Regions from separate parts of the Mus musculus genome. Here region 2 is linked to region 1. Evidence: chromatin contacts called from public promoter capture Hi-C data. All regions are on one chromosome and are shown on one strand. The core of a region is the stretch at or near the end of the contact, and the rest is flanking DNA. Distances in the headings are between cores, read along the strand shown. Region 1 holds the start of Pax3 (paired box 3). Region 2 holds the start of Mogat1 (monoacylglycerol O-acyltransferase 1).

What was found. Promoter capture Hi-C pulls out the DNA fragments that hold promoters and counts their contacts.
Region 2: a promoter capture Hi-C map of embryonic stem cells shows a contact between it and region 1. The contact joins the promoter of Mogat1 here to the promoter of Pax3 in region 1. A contact is called at or near these places in 1 of 39 promoter capture datasets (embryonic stem cells), 6 of 484 Hi-C or Micro-C datasets (all in embryonic stem cells), 4 of 115 datasets of contacts at active chromatin or transcription factors (all in embryonic stem cells) and 2 of 9 other capture datasets (adipose tissue and liver).

Annotation. Positions count from the first base shown.
Region 1 is chr1:78,195,075-78,198,515 of GRCm38.p6, forward strand. It overlaps Pax3 (paired box 3), which reads right to left and starts at 2,062. Exons shown (of 8, transcript NM_008781.4): 1 at 1,591-2,062; 2 at 177-412. The coding sequence starts at 1,675. RefSeq lists a promoter at 1,626-3,441, an enhancer at 2,781-3,391 and cis regulatory regions at 2,781-3,013, 3,169-3,391.
Region 2 is chr1:78,509,591-78,513,013 of GRCm38.p6, forward strand. It overlaps Mogat1 (monoacylglycerol O-acyltransferase 1), which reads left to right and starts at 1,470. Exons shown (of 7, transcript NM_026713.3): 1 at 1,470-1,498; 2 at 2,278-2,465. The coding sequence starts at 2,372.

The sequences.
Region 1 (3,441 bases), core at 812-3,311:
CACACACACACACACACACACACACACACACACACAAACACACACACACACACACACTCCTTCCTAGATTTGAAAACTAGCGCCCTTTGAAAGTCCCTTGCTCTCTTTAGAACGCGCCCACTCTGGACCCGCTGGATCACAGGCCCTAAGTCCACGAAACCAGGTCCCGGGCTCACCTTGGGTTTGCTGCCGCCGATGGCACCAGGTCGGATGGAGCCTGTCTCCTGGTACCTGCACAGGATCTTAGAGACGCAACCATGGGACACGCGAAGCTGGCGAGAAATGACGCAAGGCCGAATGCCATGGTGGGCCATCTCCACTATCTTGTGGCGGATATGGTTGGGCAGAGGCCTGCCGTTGATAAATACTCCTCCGAGCTGGTTGACTCGGCCCTGGCCAAGAGGGGTGGACACTGGGAAGAGATGGCGAAAGGAGAGAGCCCGAGAAAGTCATTTAGGAAGAATAGAAAGCAGCAAAAAGAACCTAATTCTGCATCCTTCTGGCCAATTTGCCTGTGACAGTTAAAACACAAACCACCAAGCTCTGGGCTCCCAGTCCCGGACCCTTAAGGTTCTATTTATTCAAATAATTACCCGATGCAAGGTCATATAATCTTTTGGAAATTGAGCGATCGGAATGAGGTAACTGGCTGTAGAGAAACTGTATTTTCTCTTTTATTTGGGGGAGGGGGGCTGTGCTGCAAGTTGGAGGGAGACCTAGGACTGATGTCTAAAATGTCTTGCGATAACTGCCTCAAAGTCCTGAGAAGGCAGAGGTCCCGATAAGGGTATAGTAGGCAAGGGTTGGGGAGGCTCCCGAAAGGAGACACAGGTGACAGCAGGTATCACCTGTTACACTTAAAAAATAAAAATGGCAGCGAGCCTAGCTGTGGACACCACTGCCGAAATGACCGCCCTTGCACGTCACGTTTTACTCTGGATCGAGGTCGAAGGGCTCCTCCAGAACCCCAGTCTCCTGCTTTTACTTCCCAAATTATTTGGTCGGGTTCGGGTTTGCAGTAATTTCTACCTCCCCGAAATTTCCCAGCACCTTTAAGCAAACCGAAAGGCATTGCCAACCATTTTAGAAACTTCGAGATGCCACTTGAGTTGAGTGGAATTTGCTAATCAATGCTAAAACTTTTCAACTAGGAAGGGCCACCAGAATTTTTCACAGCAGGAAAATTCTTGCCGAACTAATAGTAGTTATTCAAAAGTGAACGCAGCCCGCACAATTTCGTAGCAACTTTAGGTGAACAGAAAGAGAACTTGCTTCCGGCGCTGCGAAGCTTGTTCACCTTTCTCACGGCAGCAATTCCGAAACAACAGGGCAAAGTGGAGCCGGCAGGAGCAGGCCAGGCAAGCTCCGAGAGCTTGTAGTGAGCTTAGCACTCCGTTTGCAGCCAGAACGTGAAATGGGGCTTCTCCCGCTCTCCACGAGAACCCCCTCCCCACTTTTGCTTCTTGGGTTGAGAAGTACCACGGGAAGAGGCTCCCGGTAAGGCACGAGTGGAGGCCCTGGAGACCAGGATTGGGGTGCGGCAGCCAATCCCAGGCCCGGGGATCCGGACGAGCTGAGGCCCTAACATACCTTCCAGCGGGAAGCCGCTGCGTGGGTAATTCTGCCCCGGGCCGGGCCGCATCATCCTGGGCACAGCGCCGGCCAGCGTGGTCATCCTGGGGGCAGCTTCGCTCGCAAATTATATCCAGGTGAAGGCGAGACGAAAAAGCGAGCACAGTGCGGCGGGTGACCCTCGGGAACTCTCCGGATCTCGGAGAGCTCCTCCCCCAAAAAAGGCCAGAGAGGGAGGCGGGGCGCGGGGAGGGGGGCGCTAATAGATCCAAGTCCACAGGCTCCAGAGGAGTCCCTTGAGTGCAGGATCCCAAGCCCAGGGCGGACGAGTTTGGTGCGAGTCTAGCAGATCGGCCCCTCAGCTGGGGCTACTGGCAAAGGTGCTCACTGCACCGCGAAGATCGGGTGAGGGAGGGTGGTGACGAGGCAGGAACACGTCCCAAGTCTCCTCCCGTCGTGACACCGAGTGCAGGGATCCGGACTAGGGAGCATTTATTAGTTCTTTCACCCAAAGCTTGATCAGGAGCCCTGAGCTGCGATTGGCCGAGGAGGAGACCGTCCCGGGTGGCAAAGACACGCGCTGATTGGGCGACAGAAGCTACTTTCTCTTCCCATCCCTGACGGTCCCCAGGCCTCCGCCGACCCAGAGGGGGACTAGCTCTGTGTCCCTTTCTCAAGAGAAGGGTGGACAGGTTGAAACTAGGAGAGGCAGCTTGGGTGGCAAGAGCCAGTGAGGATGGAAAAAGGCTCGCGGTGTCCCTGTCCCTCTACATGAGATTCAGCCTTGATCATCTTGGTTTTCTATTACTCTGTCCTAATCTCTTTCCGCCTTTCTCTGGAAACCTTGCTATATCCGCCCCTTATTTCCTCTGTCTGCCCCTGCTTTTCACCTGTGGATTTCGCTTCGGGATTACTAATACGGAGATGGCGGTGGAGCAAATTTGGAAAGGGGCACAGAGAATTCCGGATGTGTTTCCTTTTCCTTTCTCTGGTCTGCCTCTGGGCCTGAGCTCCCTATGTGAGCCTCCCAGAAAGGCATCTCTCAGGAAGAGTCCAAGATGTGCCCAGAAGGTCCTTTTGTCTTTCTTAGGCTGGGAATGAAAGACAGGTGGCATAGCCATGACAGAGACTGAAGAGGTTAGGCCTCCCCTGGGCTCCAAGTTGCAAGCAATGGGGAAGCCAGCTCCTTTTCTTGGTTTAAAAACCCTTCTGAGAAGCGGGGACTTTAAATCTCCACGTACACATTCATCCCCGATGCACTTGCATCTATATGTTGAGGTTTTGCCCGGGTGCAGCGTTTGTTCTCAGGAATTTATTATGGCATTCAGACTAAACTGCTGGAAAAATAAAAGAAGCAACGTCTTGGCTAGGAGCTGAAGTGTCCCCAGCAGGATATGACGCCAGGAGTGTTGTAAAGACTGTCTGTCCTTAGAGAAGGTACCATTGTGCCTAGCCTTTTATTTATAACTTGGTAAGTGCCAGCGAACACTCCTCCCTTACACCCCCCTCCCGTGCCAGCCCCACGTTCTGCGCTGCTCTTTATTCCCTCAAGTCTATTCAGGGACTGTCACTCTGGGGCCGAGAGGTATTCAGGGCCTTAATCAATCAAAAGGATGAGAATCAGGCAGGTTTTTTCCCCTTTGAAATAAAGGAAACAATGACTTCTGGGCTTCAAGTTCCCTTTTCTTTTTATGATATTTGAATTTTTCCTGCCCCTGAATCCTCCAACCCTCTCTCCATGTCCTCCCCCCCCCCATCTCCTTTGACAGTTTTGATGTGAACTCAGGCCCCCAATCCTACTTGCCCACCCCCTAATTAAGGCAAACTCAAGGGGGGGGGGCGTGCGTGTAGTTGTTCAAAGTCCCTGAG
Region 2 (3,423 bases), core at 220-2,719, 310 kb after region 1:
AGGGATCCAATACCTCTTCTGGCCTCTGTGGGCACCCAGACATACATGTAGTACACAGACAGACAGACAGATCACCCATACACATAAAATCAAAATAGAAAAAAACCCTACACATATAAAAGTAAATAAGTCTTTTAAAACACGATGGTTCTTGCTGATCCTGATGTTGCCTGCCTGTAAGCCCCTTAGGGAGGTGGGTCACGAGATCAAGTTCATTAACATATGGAATGCAGCTCACCTGAGCAACAGGAGTCCCTCTCTCAAGCCAGTCCTCCACCTCCAACAAAAGATTCAATTGTTCTTTACTAGCTGCTTTCTGTGAGGTGACAAATGCATCATCAATAACATTCTAAGTGGTTAGGACCAAGGGTTTTAGGTGTTCTGCATATCCTACCATTTGTATCTTTCATCTGAATTTCATTTCATCTCTGTTCTGCCTAGCTTCCAGGAAAGGACAAGACAGAGTCTTCAGCACTTACCTACAATTACAGCTCTTCTCCTTCTCTCCTCTTCTCGCCTCTTTTCTCCTCTCCTCTCCTCTCCTCTCCTCTCCTCTCCTCTCCTCTCCTCTCCTCTCCTCTCCTCTCCTCTCCTCTCCTCTCCTTTCCTCTCCTCCTCCTCTCTCTCTCCCCTCCCCTCCTCCTCTCTCTCTCCCCTCCCCTCCTCCTCTCTCTCTCCCCTCCCCTCCCCTCCCTTCCCCTCCCCTCTCCTCTCCTCTCCTCCTCCCCTCTCTCTCTCCGCTCCCCTCCCCTCTCCGCTCCCCTCCCGTCCCCTCACCTCGCCTGGCCTCACCTGGCCTCGCCTGGCCTCTCCTCGCCTGGCCTCTCCTCTCCTCTCCTCTCCTCTCCTCTCCTCTCCTCTCCTCTCCTCTCCTCTCCTCTCCTCTCCTCTCCTCTCTCTCTCCTCTCTGTCTGTCTCTGTCTCTCTATCTGTGTGTGTGTGTGTGTGTGTGTGTAGGTTGTTTTAATTGTTGAGACAGGGTCTGGTAGCCCAGGCTGGCCTCTACTTTGAGTCCCAATTTCCCTAGCTCCAAATTGGCATGAATACTTCGAAGTGTTGCTATGGAGTCAGGGCATACCTGGCAAGAGACTGTCACAGTGTGTGACATAATATTCAATCACAGAATCTCCCACCTAGCATGGAGGGTGGCTCAGAAAGAACTCTAAGAAAGAAGAAAGTACCTCTTCGACCAGAAAAACAAAACTAAAACAAACAAACAAACAAAAACAGTTTTGCCAAGAAGTTACAAATGGTGCCCTTCCCCTTTTCTTAGGAAGACCTTTGCACACACATTTCCCTTTGCCTGTAGACCTCTTCAGTTAATTAAAGCAATCATTTAAAACTCAAGGGCTGGAAAGACAGCTCAACTGTTAAAATGCTTGCAAGCGTGAAAAATCTGAATCTGATGTCCAGAATTCAGGTAAAAAGTCAGGCTGGTGAGGTAATACCAGAGCACGCCCAGAGCTTTTGGGAGCTTTTGCCAGAGCAGCCTAATTGGGTGAGTCCCAAGCTCCGTTGACTCTATCTCAAAAACCAAAGTCGAGGGCTAAGATAGTATTGAGAAACATATCTGAGGTTCACTTCTGGTCTCTCCACATGCTGCTGTGCACACATTTAAGAAAACTATGCAGGTAAACGCTGAGAAAGAAACAGGCACAAGAAGTTGTCCCACCGGATTCTAACTCTTTCACTCTAGCGTTTATAATAGGGTCTTGTAATTGTATACTATTCAGTTGTATGGTTAGTTTGCTTAGATTTTTTCCTGCCCCCCCCCCAAAAAGGTCATTTTCTCACAAGATAATGGAGATTTGGTGGGCTTTCAGTATATATGGGTTAAGAGAATGAATGAAAGGAAATCATCCAGGATTTGTGTAGGAATTTTAGGACACAAAAGAAAACACAAAAAGAGAGACCCGTGCGTGCACTCGCATACGCACACACCTTGGGGGGGGGGGTAGTGTGGAGACCCACACTAATAAACGCAAGTCCCACACTTTCCTCCAGCTAGTGCTGGACCTCAAAGAACTAACCAAACTACCCACTCCCCAATTCTTGGCTTCAGAGGATGAGGTGGGTTTATGGGTGGATGCTGGAGCTGAGTGCTAGGCGGTCTATCAGATGAACAATGGTCAAATACGGGTGGAGGCCCAGGCCCTAGCGATTGGGCAGGCAGGCTGACCTCTCCCACGAGTGACCAGGGTTCTGCCTCAAGCTGTGATTAGTGATCCCCAGCACCCCGCCTCAACGCCGCGCACCCTCCCTCACCTCCTGCCCCAGGGCGAATTGGTTCCTTTCCGGCCAGCTGGAGCCTCGGCCTCCCAGTCGGTAGCAGTACCACAAATCCTGCGAAAGGAGTCCTCCGGGTAGAACCATGATGGTCGAGTTCGCGCCACTCAACACCCCGCTGGCACGGTGCCTACAGACCGCTGCGGTGCTGCAGTGGGTCCTGTCCTTCCTCCTGCTCGGTAAGAGCTCCGCCGTGCCAAACACTCACCAGACACAGTCCCTACCCTACTGCGCACAGCCTCTGGTTCCTGGGTCTGCCTGGTCAGACAGTGTTCACCTACTGTGGGACTCCCTGCTTTGGATTCCTCTCCCTCTCTCCCTCTCTCCCTCTCTCCCTCTCTCCCTCTCTCCCTCTCTCCCTCTCTCCCTCTCTCCCTCTCTCCCTCTCTCCCTCTCTCCCTCTCTCCCTCTCTCCCCCTCTTCCCCCTTTCCCCCTCCCCCTTTCTCTCTCCCTCTCTCCCCCTTTTCCCCCTTTCCCCCTCCCCCTTTCTCTCCCTCTCTCTCTCTCTCTCTCCCTCTCTCCCCCTCTTCCCCCTTTCCCCCTCCCCCTTTCTCTCTCTCTCTCTCTCTCTCTCTCTCTCCCTCTCTCCCCCTCTTCCCCCTCCCCCCCCTCTCTCTCATATTTCCTCTATGTAGCCCTGGCTGTCCCAGAAGAACTTGCTCTGTAGAACTCTTTATGCTGGCCTAGAACTCATAGATCTGCCTGCCTTTGCAAGGCAAGTGTTGGGATTAAAGACATGTGCAACTATGACTGGCCCGTACTATTTTGTTTCTAAAGCGAGGTTTGTCTTACTTACAATGGAAGACAATATACAGCTTTTCAATATACAGCTGGGTAAATTGGGGGCAACTATGGTCTCCCAAATGTAGTGATGGTCCCATCTAGAAAGTGGGTGCTATACAAAGTTTCATTTTAGTCTCTCAATGGCTGCCAATTCATTTCTGGATCCCTCAACTCATAATGAGTAAGTAATGCCCCTAGGTATTAAAACTTTGCCATCTTGACATCAGGACAAAGAGCTATTGTTAGTTTTCTATTTTCGGGTTGCCTTCGCTCCCGGGCTTTTCTGCCTAGACCCAACTACATGTTTGGGTTGGATTCGAGCGCCTTCTGTTTGGAAATAATTCACCCTGGGG